Linked DNA regions of Sus scrofa: regions 2 and 3 are each linked to region 1. A link is a contact called in public Hi-C and HiChIP or PLAC-seq data. All regions are on one chromosome and are shown on one strand. The core of a region is the stretch at or near the end of the contact, and the rest is flanking DNA. Distances in the headings are between cores, read along the strand shown.

Evidence for each region. Hi-C and Micro-C count contacts between places; a contact is called where the count stands out from the background. HiChIP or PLAC-seq counts read pairs in DNA pulled down with a chosen protein or histone mark.
Region 2: an H3K27ac HiChIP or PLAC-seq map of alveolar macrophages shows a contact between it and region 1. The contact joins the promoter of TAB1 here to the promoter of MIEF1 in region 1. A contact is called at or near these places in 4 of 5 promoter capture datasets (fetal liver, fetal skeletal muscle and liver), 27 of 47 Hi-C or Micro-C datasets (adipose tissue, alveolar macrophages, blood and 15 more) and 2 of 2 datasets of contacts at active chromatin or transcription factors (alveolar macrophages and skeletal muscle).
Region 3: a contact with region 1 is called in a Hi-C map of retroperitoneal adipose tissue, with 1.7 times the contacts expected there. The contact joins the enhancer-like site here to the promoter of MIEF1 in region 1. A contact is called at or near these places in 10 of 47 Hi-C or Micro-C datasets (blood, embryonic fibroblasts, epiblast stem cells and 4 more) and 2 of 2 datasets of contacts at active chromatin or transcription factors (alveolar macrophages and skeletal muscle).

The regions. Positions count from the first base shown.
Region 1 is chr5:8,759,227-8,763,887 of Sscrofa11.1, forward strand. It overlaps MIEF1 (mitochondrial dynamics protein MID51), which reads right to left and starts at 2,861. Exons shown (of 6, transcript XM_001929366.6): 1 at 2,670-2,861; 2 at 562-915.
Region 2 is chr5:8,850,411-8,855,071 of Sscrofa11.1, forward strand. TAB1 (TGF-beta activated kinase 1 (MAP3K7) binding protein 1) reads right to left here and starts at 2,366. Exons shown (of 11, transcript NM_001244067.1): 1 at 2,278-2,366. The coding sequence starts at 2,310.
Region 3 is chr5:8,833,470-8,838,130 of Sscrofa11.1, forward strand. It overlaps TAB1 (TGF-beta activated kinase 1 (MAP3K7) binding protein 1), which reads right to left. Exons shown (of 11, transcript NM_001244067.1): 6 at 4,151-4,264; 7 at 3,372-3,483; 8 at 1,289-1,433. LOC110260641 (a long non-coding RNA gene) reads left to right here. Exons shown (of 3, transcript XR_002343890.1): 3 at 556-647. Among named protein-coding and RNA genes, the nearest start is that of TAB1, 17 kb to the right of the region's middle. Within about 2 kb of position 2,537, at least 6 of the 83 cell types and tissues checked have an H3K27ac peak or open chromatin away from gene starts, as enhancers often do. A contact at or near this core is called in retroperitoneal adipose tissue, where this site is marked.

The DNA of each region.
Region 1 (4,661 bases), core at 1,611-4,110:
AGCTAACATACCACTGGCCAAGAACCATTCCAAGTGCTGAGTACCCTGTCTCATTTAATTCTTGAAATAAGCTGAAGAGGTGGGTACTATTATCATTTTACAAATGAAGAAACGAAGGCCTATACAAGTTCAGTGATCTGCCTTAAATCCCACAGTTGTTAGCAGCAGTGCCAGGATCTGAACCCAGGCACCACCCTCTGAGGTCTACACACTCTGCTGGCTTTAGAGTCTGCTGTAACAGAATACAGTCGTGTCTGGAAGAACACAACCTTGCCCACAAGAGAGCTGAATCCACTGAAGAATGAGCCAACCTGGAACTGAGCTCTAATGGTTTTAACAAATGCCTTTCCTAGCATTTTCATATGTAAACGTTCTGGAAAACAAAATGGTATCCCAGTGGGGCTTGAAACTCAGGGCATGTTTTCTTCTCAATAAGAGAACATACTTCTGTTACTATGTTTGTATGTCAGCCACTGATTTATGACTAAAGGACTCTGGTCATTAAAAGTCCCTCTCTTGGTTCCCTGCATCAGAAAAAATGAAACCTATCAGCCTACCTACCTGAGGCTTCTTACTGCATCTGGGAGGTGGAGGTGGGGAGAGGCAGCGAGTCTATGGAAGGCACCTTTGTCCTCTTTCCCTGGAATTAGGATGGGAAGGGAAGAGGGAAACTCCTAAACAAGCCCTCCCAGTTTGCTGTGGAGGAAGATCAGGCCCTTTTCCAGCTGCCTCTCCCGGGCCTCAGGGTCCTCTAGCTTCTGATTTTTCCGGAACTCTCGGCGGATGGAGGCAAGGTAGAAGTCTCGATCAGTGTAGCGAAGCTGCCGGCCCTGGCGCAGCAGAGCCCGGTAGAGACTCAGCACCGCCTCTCGGCTCCATGAGGCCATGGGGGACTGACAGGGGCTGGGCGTCAGGCTGTAAGCGAAAGGGAAGGAACAGAAGCCTAGAATCAGAATTCATGACAGAAGGGCCCACAGAGACTGATACAGCAGTTCTTCCTCTCGGTCTCAGAGACACCCCACCTCACCCTGCCAAGGTCACGCTATGACTTGGTGGCAGGGATGGGACCAGATCCTAGCCTGCTGACCCTGCTCCTGGGAAACTACAGGTTATGCAGAAAGACCAGGGCTTGGCTCTTGGCTATGCCACTTACTTGCCACGACTTCGAGCAAAGTACATGACTTCCAGCAAAGTACATAACGAGCATCAGGTTCCTCGTTTGCAAAAACATTGATAATGCTATCTAGGTTTATATGTTGCTATATAGTACTTATCACAAAGGGTTATTTTAACAATTGCCTGAGATATTGTTCGCAAAGCACCTGCAATAGAACCTTACCCTAAGGGGGCGTCTAGGTGGGTTGAAGCTAAGGGCTCTCAGTCATAACTGAATCCTAGCACCACCACTTATGAGCCGATGACCTTTGGCAAGTTCCTTCACCTCTCTGTACTTACCTTAGTTCCTTATGTGTAAAAGGAGGATTAAAATTGTATTTTCCACATGGCCGGTAAGAGGATGAAATGAGTGAATGTATGTGAATGTGGTTAGAACAGCATTTGGCATCTACTAAGCAGTCTATCAGGGACAGCTATTATTAGGGTTACCTACTCTCATCTGTATTCAATGGAGCTACACATAAACTGTCACAGTCAGTCCTTACACAACAGCAGGGGGTTATCATTTGTAAAGTGCTTTGTCATCCCTTATCACATGTAAGTTGAGGAACTTACAAACTGGTCCGGGTTCACGTCAAGCTTTAACACTTACTGTTTACTAGATATCATGCGAGGGCTAAGCAGGTCCCACGTGACAACTCATCCCGTTCTAACACACCACCAGTGTCATCGGTATCCCCATTTTAAGTAGAGAAAACTGATGCTCCCAGAGGGAAGTAACTTGCCCACAGGCACACAGCTGTAAAGAGGGGGTGCACGCGTGTCCCCAATTCTGCCTGCCTCTGTAATGACAGCTACTACCATTGGCTAGGAGCTTACCAAGTGCACAGCACTTCTAGGTGTTCTACAAACTTTCCCAGCACAGGGCCTGGCACATACTAAAGAGGGAACCCTCAAAACGTCCTTCTGTGGAAAAAAATGATGATGACCCTTGTTTCTGAAATACAGAAACGAGAAGGAGTGGGGGAAACATTTGGTAAAAACGTCTGGACTTTGGGCCCCAAACCAGCTAGCCATCAGCCTCCGGCCTAGTGCTAGCAGCCATCCCCGTCCCTTTTTCCTCAACTGCAGAAGAGCACCCCTCAGCCCCCCTTAAGGGTCTCCCGCAGCAGGAGATAAGTCCAGAAATCAACAGGAAAAGTGCTTTATGAAGTAGGAAGCGACTGTCACGCCAGAGCTGTTACTACAAGGTCGAGCGGCGAGTGGGCGGCTGGGCCCCGGCGGGTCCCCAGTTTCTTCCCCGACCCCGCCTTCGCACCGAGCCGAAGAGGGAAGACCCCGAGGCTGGGGCAGGCCGGCTCAGGCCCCCCCGGGAGGGCTCCGGAGGCTGGGGCGGGGCCAACGAGAGGCCTCAGGGGGAAAGCCCGGCAGGCTAGGGCCAGACCCCCGGCGGCCAGGTCGGTAGCCAGGGCCGGATAGGGAGCACCGGCCGCGGCCCTGAGAGGAAAGGCGGCGAGCCCCCAGCCCTGGCCCTCACTCCTCCCCTCACTTACCTGCGGGCCGCGCGCGCGCTACCACTCCTCGAGTCTCGCCTCTCGCCCGGTACCTCTCCTGGGGTCACCCGCCAACATGGCCCCTTCACTTCCGGGACACGACCTTGCGCACGGAGCTGAGGGGAGGGATCGAAGAGAGCCTGGAGGCAGGGGGAGGCGGGAGGACTTCCGGTTTCCCCCGCCTAGGCCTCTCTCGGGGCGGGGCCAGAGCCACGTCGGGCCACGCCCCCTAGCTCGGCTCCGCCCACAAGCTTGAGTCCCGCCTCCGTACGTGACAACACAGAGGGTCCGGCCTGCTGAGGGCCTCGCCTACGCGGCGGTCCCAGGCGTCGTCGTCCCGCGGAACAGAGCCAGGGAAAGCTGGGGGAGGCAGCTGGGCGGGGTAGTCACCCACCCTGCTGCCAGCACCGTGGTCTGTCCGGGGGGTCTGGCCAGGCCCCAGCACTGTCTGCCCATCTCGAGCTGGAACCATGAGGGCTCCTGGGGGACTTTTAACACTAACAGTATTCCCTATCGTGGCTTTCACAGCTCTTCCATTTTCTCAGATTGCCTTCTTTTCAACCCTCCATGCCGTTCCCGCTCCCCTGGCAAAGACCTACCTTTCAAGGACCACCTCAACTGTCCCCTGTTGAAGTCTTTTCCCGCCCCCTTTCTCATCCAACATTAATGTCTCCTTTGGGCTCCACGGAAATGTCTGCTGACCACCTAGGGCTTCACTCCTTAAGTTAACAAAACGTGTTATTGGCGCCTGTTATTTGCTAGGCACTGTTTTTTTAGTTTCTGTCTCACCAGATTTAAGGGCAGGAGCCATGTCCTTACGGAATCCCTAAACCCCCTTCCCCCCAGAGCCTAGTTCAGTGTCCGGCTGAGGAAGGATAGTCTAGGAGGGGAGGGGAACAGGCAGGCTTTGGAATCAAGCCCAGACAGCTCCAGTTCCAGTCCCAGTTCCACCACTTAAGGACAGCTGCCTGCCCTCTGGCAAGTTTCCTAACCCCTCCCAGCTTTTGTGTGGATTAAAAGGCATCTGGCAGGACAATTGCCCACCCTTCCATTCATTCTTGCATAAATCCTTGTTTTGCAAGCACTGCCACTGGCACTGCAGAGAATACATCAAGTCCTCAGATTCTGGTGGAGGCTGATGTCAGAGGAGGTGATAAGAACCGGGAGAAACTTGAGAAACTTACTGGATGAGAGGATGAAGGGAAAGGAGTTGCCTTTTTATGTGGAGTGTTGCCAGAAGGCCTGTCTGATAAGGGAACCTGGAGTAGGACCTGAGGGAGGAGCATTCCAGGTGTTGGCCCTCAGGTGGGCCCTTAGGCTCAGCTGTCCTAGGAGCAGAAGAGAGGGGACCAGTGCCAGGGGAGTAGAGTGAGTGAGCAAGAACTGGGGAAGACGCAGGACTGCAGGTCCTTTTCGGGGCAGGGGAGGGGAGACTATGCTGAGGCTGGAGCCACCAGAAGATTTGGAGCTAAGGAGGAACACGACCTGACCATTTGTTTATGGTGAAAAAATTATATTTCAAATTAGCCAGCTGGACTCAGTTTAGATGATCCCAATTTTTTTGGCACCACCCAAAGCATCACAGGCAGGGGCCAGTTAAACATATACCTTCTTCTCTTCATCAGACCCCATCAGGGTGTTGGCCTTGGCTATGCGATGTCATAAAAGCATCTTCCCAGCCTGTCTGACACATGTGTTGGTCGCCTTGACCTCCACAATGAACACAACTATGCTTCTTCTTTTTTTTTTTTTTTTTGTCCTTTTGCTATTTCTTTGGGCCGCTCCCTCGGCATATGGAGGTTCCCAGGCCAGGGGTCTAATTGGAGCTGTTGCTGCCGGTCTACGCCAGAGCCACAGCATGCGGGATTCGAGCTGCATCTACAACCTACACCACAGCTCACAGCAATGCTGGATCCTTAACCCACTGAGCGAGTCCAGGGATCGAACCCACAACCCCATGGTTCTTAGATTTGTTTCCGCTGCCCCACAACA
Region 2 (4,661 bases), core at 1,116-3,615, 91 kb after region 1:
CCCCTCCACAGAGACACTAGAGTGTCTTACACATCGTACTGTGATATACAGCTCCTCCTCCCAAGCAGGACCGCAAATGCAGTGAGCGTGGTCACCTGCCTTATGTATCTTGGCATCCCCATGCCCAGTAACTAGGGACCAGCAGCCCTCACGGCTACCGGCTGAAGGATGGTGTCTGAGATACCCTCACCTGACTCAGGACAGTGGAGAGAAGGTCAGCAAGGCCCAGCACATCGCATGAACACTTGGACATCCTGGGAGCAGGGACGTCTTGATCATCATTAGGGTGGGAAGGGCCTGGTGTGGACACCCCTGCCATCCCTTCGTCTTTCATCAAAATGCCATGTGCTCGGAGTTCCTGTTGTGGCTCAGCAGTAACAAACCCAACTAGTATCCATGAGGACTCAGGTTCAATCCCTGGACTTGCTCAAGTGGGTTAAGGATCTGTCGTTGCTGTGAGCGGTGGTGTAGGTCGCAGATGCAGCTTGGATCCCGGGTTGCTGTGGTTGTGGCGGAGGCTGGCAGCTACAGCTCCAATTTGACCCCTAGCCTGGGAACTTCCATATGCTGCAAGTGTGGTCCTAAAAAGACAGACAGACAGACAGACACACACACACACACACACACACACACACACACACACAGAGCTATGTGCTTAAAGCTAACTATCCAATTTTGAAAGATTCCACACCACTCAGGAACACAGTCAGGAGCTAGCAAAGCTTGCCTCTGTCTAACCTGAGTCCCTTGGGCTCCATCACACCTAGAAGGGAGGGAAGCTGGTAGCCACTCTCCTCAGTACGCTGAGTCAGCCCACAAGAGTTACCACATCCAGCATCTGCCACCATCTGGCCAGTATTTATTACACCATGGACACTTAGTTAGGGCCCCTGCCCTTCTACAGAAGAGAGGGCCAGACCTACCTAACCCACTCAAGTTTAAGGCCGACTTGCCAGGCAGTAGTAAAATAAAGGGGCAGTCAGAGAAGTGGAGGGGAAGAGAGCTAACCCCACCAGGGAAAGCTGGGAATTGCTGTCCTGGAAGAGCAATTTCATCGGGAACCCACATAAAGCCTCTCATTAGTATACAGCCACGAAGGTCACCCCTTTCCCTCCAGTTCTGATGCTTTAAGACCCCCAAGGGCAGGAAGGCCAAGGCCTGCTGCATCTCTGTAAGGCCAAGGCTGAGCACTGGATCTGCTTCAAATGCTTAACTCATTCCTTTACAAAGAAGTTACTGAATGCCTGGCACCTACCAGTGTGGTACATGCTTGGCGACACTATTCATTGTAGATCACACGTCCCTCTCTTCAAGTTCACTTTCCAGTAAAAGAGGCAGACAAGTCCACAGGAAAGAACATCAGATCGCCACATCTAAGAAGGGCCCGGAGGGTCCTGCAACCTGCCCTGGCTGGTCAGAATACTTCCATGGTGCCAACATGTGTGTGTGCATCTATGAGCAGATGTGTCAAAAGGATGCAGGGGCTGGAAGACATCAGTGACAAACCCAGGAGGATTCAGGCCAGGGAGAGGGATGAATTTCAGGACAATCTTCCCACTGCCTGCTTACCTAAAGGATAAGGAAACTGAGGCCAATGGAGGCACAGCTAATTAGAGCCGGGACCAGAACCCAGGCTGCCAGTCACTCCTTTCTAAAGCCTAGAGGTTAAGAAGGTTTCTGGAATCAGAATCACTGATTTCCTAGCTCTGCCACTTACCAGCTGCGTGACCTTGGGCAAATGACCACCTCTCTGTGCCTCAGTTTCCTCATGTGTAAAACAGGAAGAATTACCGTACCTATCTCAAGGGATGATGGGAAAATTAAACTTACAAATGAAAATGTATTGGCACAAAGCGTGGGATTCAATAAGGGATACCCAAGTGGCTGCTGCTGATTATTATCCTCGCACGACCGGCTCAGCGAGCCGGGCTGCCTCGCTACCCCCAGCTTCCTCGGCTGTCGCGCGCCACTGTCCCTGCGGGCTCAAAGCGCTCCCACCCTCGTCGGGCCCTTGACGTTCCCGGCCGCCGCACCGCGAATCCGAGCTCCCCACGGACCGGCAGGCAGCGCGCACGCGCAGGCCTTGCGGGGCCACACGCGCCCCAGGTTGGGAATGAAGGGGGCCGGCCCGGGAAAGGAAAGGATGGCGGCCAGACCCCGCCAAAGACGCAGAGGCGGCCCAAAGGCGGAGAGGGAGCTGCGCCTGCACCCGACAGGCTCCCCCCTCCCTGCCCCGGGCTCCCGACCCCCAGCCCGAAGAGCGGGTCGGTTCCTCACACTCTGCAGCAGACTCCTCCTCTGCGCCGCCATCTTGGAGGGACCCCCGCTGGCGCGCCCGCCTCCCGCAGAGCAGGCGAGAAGGGCGGCTAGAGCGGCCCGGAGCCGGCCGGGAGGACCGCGCTGCCACGGAGCATGCGCCCAGCGCCACCCCAAGGCCGAAGCGGGATGCGGCCGTCGCAAGGCGAGTGCGCAGGCGCGCTTTTCCAGCCTTTATTTTGCAGTAGGTAAAGGTTTTCTGTGTTGTCTCTCGTCCATCTTTCAGCGCCTCCTCCAGGGTTCCTTTCCGGTGGGACTCCTAAGGCCCTGGATTAGGGTGCTTTGTGAGCCCTATGGGAGCGAGGGAGGGCGAATTAGTATTCACTCAATAAATGTTAATTGGGTAACTGTGTCTGGCCCTTTAGGGTGAAGCAGCAAAACCAGACAGGCCCTCAAAAAGCTAACATTTTAATTGGGGAGGACAGCATTTACATGGGTAAGGCGTCTCGAGTGGTGCTGCTTGCTAGGAAGAGAGTTTATGGATGTGGTAGGCAGGTAGCGGGCCTCAAGGAGAGCGGGAGGGGACAGCTAGCGCACAGGGCACGAGGAAAGGGAGCAGGGTGGGTTCAGGAAGCCCGCGTGTCACAGAAGGCCCTGCTGCTGGAACAGAGATGGAGGAAAGAGTGAGGTGAAGGGGGTAGAGGGCAGGCTCTGATCTTGCCGCCCCAGGCAGGAGTTGGGCTATTCATCTGGAGGACAAAGGAGAGTTGACTTCTGAGCAAGCTATTGACATCATTCTGTTGGTAGAAAGATCCCTTTGACTACTGTGTACAAAATTGGTGTTCAGAAGAGGCTTGGAGGAGGGACAGGAAGACCAATTAGGAGATTCTTGTTCTAGATCTAGGCAGTGGGTGAGTTTTATTTAGGAGATGAAATTGTCAGGGTGTGATCATGGATTGCTTGTGGAGGGTGCCGGGAAGAGATGTGTCAAAGTTTCTTCCAGATTTCCTTTTTTTTTTTTTTTTTTGGCCACGACATGTGGAATTTCCAGACCAGGGATCAAACCCACACCACATCTGTGACAACACTAGATCCTTAACCTGCCGAGACACCAGGGAACTCCAAAGATTCTTCTGGATTTCTAGCAAGACCAGCTAGGTTTGAGGATAGGGAGAAATTTCCATTTGGACATGTTGAGTTTGAGGTGCTTCTGAGATGTGTAAGAAAAAAAGTCCGGGAGTTCCCGTCATGGCTCTGTGGTTAACGAATCCGACTGGGAACCATGAGGTTGCGGGTTCAATCCCTGGCCTTGCTCAGTGGGTTAAGGATCTGGCGTTGCCGTGAGCTGTGGTGTTGGTTGCAGATGCGGCTCGGATCCCGCGTTGCTGTGGCTGTGGTGTAGGCTGGTGGCTATAGCTCCGATTAGACCCCTAGCCTGGGAACCTCCATGTGCCACGGGAGGGGCCCTAGAAAAAGGCAAAAAGACAAAAACAAACAAACAAAAAATCACTCCCTCAGTCATTTTTTTTCTCGCTGCACCCACAGCACGCGGAAGTTTCCTGGGCCAGGGATCAAGCCACAGCAGTGGCAATGCCAGATCCTTGACCTGCTGAGCCACAAGAGAACTCCCCTTCAGTCATTTTTGGTCATTTAAAACCATAGTTACTGTTTGGAGTGACCTTTCCAAGGGCAGGAACTGCGGCAGTTCAGCCCTAGGTCTCCTCACAGGCCCCAGAGAAGCTGCTCAGTGAATGTGTGTGGCATCAAACTGGGGGAAGAGTGGGAGATGAATGGGTACATTGATAGATGAGGCACCCAGAGGACAGGCAGTCCCAAGGTCCCCAAGTGACTTACAGGGCAGCTGGAACTGGGACCTGGGACTTCCAGACACCCCAGCCCATGCCTCTTTCCGTCCCTGGCCCCCTGACCCACGCACTGTGATGGGTCCTCGTTGCCCAATTCCGTGGGTCTGATTTTCTAGGGAGTAGGAAGACTCAGCGTGGCACTTGGGAGAAGAATGAAGACAATGCCTGCCTGGCACTGAGCTCCGAAGGGTGGGGCGGATACAAGGACCTCTGCTGTGGACACACCCCCTTCTTTTCTGGGGACGCGGTGCCTGGGAACCAAGCTGTAAAGTGGATCCTGTTTTCCTCGGGACAACCCTCTGGGTCAGGGTTTGCAATCAGTCCATGCCATGCTTCTGCCAGTGGAACAAAGACACCACAACCACTGACCTTGATGTCTGTTTAAACAGCCAGGCATCAAGCTCCAGGCACCAAGGTGGGCAGGCCACCTGGCGGAGACAAGGGCCAGGCTATCTGATGCTCTAAAAAGCACACACATGGCCTGGGATGTCAGATAACTCCATGCCACCACACTGTGGCCTTTCCAAAGCCCCGACTGCA
Region 3 (4,661 bases), core at 1,287-3,786, 74 kb after region 1:
GGTGAAAAATCTTTTATTACAAGAGTCAGGCACAAAAGGCTTCCCTTCATTACTTTCATTATTTTCCCTTCGTTATTATTATTACGTGTTTTTTTAGAGCCTGGAAGTTCCCAGGTTAGGGGTGAAAACAGAGCTGCAGCTGCCGGCCTCCGCCACAGCCACAGCCAGGCACCATCTGAGCCTCATCTGCGACCTACACCACAGCTCAGCCAGTTACCGCTGAGCCACAGTGGGAAAACTCCCCCCCTTATTATTATTATTATTATTATTATTTTTTGTCGTCGTTGTTGCTATTTCTTGGGCCGCTCCCGCGGCATATGGAGGTTCCCAGGCTAGGGGTTGAATCGGAGCTGTAGCCACCGGCCTACGCCAGAGCCACAGCAACGCTGGATCCGAGCCGTGTCTGCAACCTACACCACAGCTCATGGCAACGCCGGATCGTTAACCCACTGAGCAAGGGCAGGGACCGAACCCGCAACCTCATGGTTCCTAGTCGGATTCATTAACCACTGCGCCACGACAGGAACTCCCCCCCCCCTTATTATTTTTAATTAGGAAAGAGCAGAAAGATTACTGTCCTGCCAGAATCAGAGACGGAAGGAGAAACACAACCTGAACTTGTCTGACCAACCCAGCCGGCCAAGGTCAGGTAAAGGCAGCTTCCTTTCAAGGTCATCCCTGAAGTGACGGCCTTGAGGTCCTGCTTGAGTGACGACAGTCTGACGACAATCCGAGGTGTAGGAAAACTGAGCAGCTCCCACTGGCTAAGAACCTATGTCTACCACGCCTGGCCCTCATCACAACCCCACAAAGGACGCTGTCGGCATCTTTATTTTGGTGAAGTATCCGCCGCTCAAAAAGGAAGTGAAGGATGCGGTGGAGCACAACCTGGACGGGCCTTGCAACTCCTCCACCGGGACCGTGTGTACCAGGCTGCGCTCCGGCCGCACCCCTTCTGGGCTTCCCTCCTCGGCCTGGGCCCTTCCGGGACAGCGTCCAAGGCCACACATCCCTACGGAAATTCACTTCTCTTACCTCTTCCCGTCGGCTTTGCTCAGGGCCCTGGGGACTGATACTGCTTCAAGCTCAGACGAGCAGAGCTTTGGGTGGGATGGGTGTTCTTGGAATTCTGGTTTTTATCTTCCCCCAACTTTGAGCGCAGATTAGATATCTGGTGCAGTGCTCTGGGTCCCTGACACTTAGGAGCTGAACAGGAGGGCTGGCTGAGTCCCCGAGGGTGCCACACCTTGTAGACGGGCCAGCCGTGCTCCGCCCAGGCCTGGCTCACCTGGTTGGCCTGCCCAGGCCCGTGGGCTGCCTCCAGGGCCTTGTATAGCCCCTCGGACATCAGCACCAGGAAGCCGGTCACCCCGTCCAGGGGCTGTGCACCGTGGATTTCCGGCTCTGCGATGATCGGCTTGGACTTGGCAGCGCTGCGGGAGGAGAGCGGAGGGGAGAGCTATGTTTGGAACAGCCCCTGGGGACATTTATTCTGGTGAGAAGAATATGCACCCAGAATGTAAAATAAAACACATCTTGATAAAAGGAAAAGGAAGAGAGGAAGGAAAAAAAAATCAGAAAAACAGACCTGTCCTCTCTGAGAGCAGCTGCTAAAATAAAGCTGAGAGGGCCAGTGGGCAGTGGGGCTCAGAATGGCCAAGGTCAAATGCCTAATCCTGGCCCCACTCCATGGAGCTTGTTCACAGAGCCAGGGGTGACAGAGGGAGGGTGGGACGGAAAGAGGGAAGGGTTCGCTTTTATTTATTATTTAAAATTTTTATCTTTTTTGTCTTTTTAGGGGCCTCACCCGCAGCTTATGGAGGTTCCCAGGCTACGGGTCCAATCAAGCTCTAGCTGCCGGCCTACACCACAGCCACAGCCACGCCAAGCCGCGTCTGTGACCCACACCACAGCTTTCGCCGGATCCTTAACTCACCGAGCAAGGCCAGGGATCGGACCTGTGTCCTCATGGATACTAATCAGATTCGTTTCCGCCAAGCCATGACGGAAACTCCCGGATTCGCTTTTAAAAGGCACTGCTCGTGAGCTCCCATTGTGGCTCAGTGGTTAACAAATCCGACTAGGAACCATGAGGTTTTGGGTTTGGATCCCTGGCCTCACTCAGTGGGTTAAGGATCCAGCGTTGCCAAGAGCTGTGGTGTAGGTCACAGATGCGGCTCGGATCCCATGTTGCTGTGGCTGTGCGGAAGGCTGGAGGCTACAGCTCTGATTAGACCCCAAGCCTGGGAACCTCCACATGCTGTTGATGCGGCCCTAGAAAAGGCAAAAAACAAAACAAAAAAAATAAAATAAAAGGCACAAGACACTGCTCTTGGGCTCCTCCAAGCTGACTCAGCCCCCCACCCCCCGCCCCCAATCCAGCTGCAAAGGGTTCATTTACTGACGCCCTGTCAGAGCCAGTCAATGTCAGGAAGCTCCAACATGCGCACACGCACGCAGGGCCCGGACAGAGAGGATGTCCCAGCAGTGGGAATTGAAAGAGCAAGTCTGGAAACACCCTGAGAATCCATCGGCAGGGCGGGTTAGGTGTGGCCACTGTTACCAAGAATGCTGAATTGTATTGTGCCAGCATTGTAGCTGTGCAGGAATGGGGGAACGGGCCCTGTGAGCACAAAGTGACGTGCAGAACACTAGGCTCGGAGCGCCCCCACCAAATACACACACACGTGCACACATGTGCACACACACCCATTTTCCCAATCAGCGATCTCACACAGGGTGGCCAGGGCTCAGCATACAAGCTCCGATGCAGACTGCCTGGCTTCAGGTCTGGCCTCAGTCCACTATTACCCCGAGACCAGGAGGCGGCCCAACGCCTGCATGTGTCAGCTTCCTCCCGTGCAGACCCCTTCCGGGTAAGCGCGGCACCTACCTCATAGGCCCGAGGGAAGACTGAACAAGAGAATGGATGAAAAGACCTGCGCGCAGGCTTGATGAAAGGCTCGCTTGCTGTGGCACTGGGTGGCACCCAGAAGGACACTTCATCTGGCACCCCCGCCCCAGCCCAGCCATGACAACACTGACCAAGAGGCCTTTGGTCCGTCTCTGCTCACACCGGGCAGCTCATGCCAACTCTGGCCTCTCTTGCTGGGTCCGTGACTCTGGGTGCTGTCCTTGGCTTTGGCCCAGAGCCCCAACTTGACCTTTTGCCAGCCTAGCTCTAGAGGACCCCAACTCCTTGGCCCACTGGGTCCAGGGCCTGCCCCACACCAACCTCTCTGGAAGGACAAAAGCATCCCCTTGGGCTCTGAACTTCCAACTGTACCTTTTGTCCTAGAGCCTAACGTCTGTGTCCGCCCCAGGCCCTCTGGTCTTGCAAACACACGTGGGGCAGCTGGACCAGCCCCTACCTGAGTAGGTCGATGTCAGTGTAGCCGTACTTGACCTTGTAATCCCCAATCCGCCTGGTGCTCTCCTGCCCACAGATGACCCCCACCTGCTTGAGCTTCCCTGCGTCCAAACCTAGAGGGAGAGCAACACAACTGCAGCCTTTGTTCAGAAAGAAGGTGCTACAGACATATCAGTAAAAACAAGGCAACAGGACCCACTGAACAGGAAGTGCGGGTGTAGCAGGGCGCCTTGGAGGGCGGCTCACCCCAAGTCCGCCAGGGCCCTAAGCCCCTACCCCCATCAGAACACTCCTCGCTCAGAGCCACCCCCCACCCCACGTGAGAGCAGATCCGACACGGCTCAGCCCGGCTCCCTCTGCTGCCCAAGCTTCCGGGAGGGACAGGGTGGTGCGGCGGCCAGAACCCCACGCCTCCTCTGGCCTCTCCGTCCCCACCAGTAACAGTGAGTGCCTGCCTCCACGTGCCAGGGACTCTTGGCAGCATTTCACACGTTTTAACTCTTTCAAGCCTCGAGATACCCTGGGGTAAGCATTACTGTTATCGTCATTACACAGAAGGGTGACTGAGGCACAGAAAACTCGAGTAAGTTCCCAAATCGCCAACTAGGAAGTGGCAAGAGCCGGGATTCAACCCCTGGCAAGCTGGTCCCAAGCCCCAAGGTCACAGCCCGTCCACTCCATGCCTCCCTCTCCACGGCCACCAGCAGAAGGCAAAGGGCGAGCCAGTGGGGTCGACACCCCCCCTCGCCCCCCGGCCTGCGTCGTCCTCGCCCCGCTCACCCAGCTGCGAGAGCCGGAAGAGCTCATCCTCGTTCTCGGTGGTGTGGTCCATGTTCAGCTGCGTCACCTGCAGACCATCCACCGTGGATTTGCATAAAAGCGCCCGGTTCGTACCTGCAGCAGCATGTGAGCAGCTGAGCAAAGACTGAGAGCACAGGGCAGACAGGACACGTCGAGAAGAGGGAAAGACAGGCATCTCACACGTGGAAATCCCTGAAATGAACTCAGAGGACAGGCTCAGACCACGGGAGCGATCACCAGGCAGGGAGAGCGGATGGTGTTAAGGGATGGATTCGGTGAAACCTTCCAGTGTCATCCGAGGATGGCTGAGGATGATTTTAACAAGAGACCTGTTGTCTAAGGAGACGCACTAACACGTGCAACGTCTGGGTTTTTTCACAGCCACACGGGACAGAGGGCTGTAGACAGAATGAGACTGGCAGGGAGGAATGATGGGGGGGCTGGGGGATGGGCACGCGAGACTATTAAATGTTATTCACTCCTTATTTTT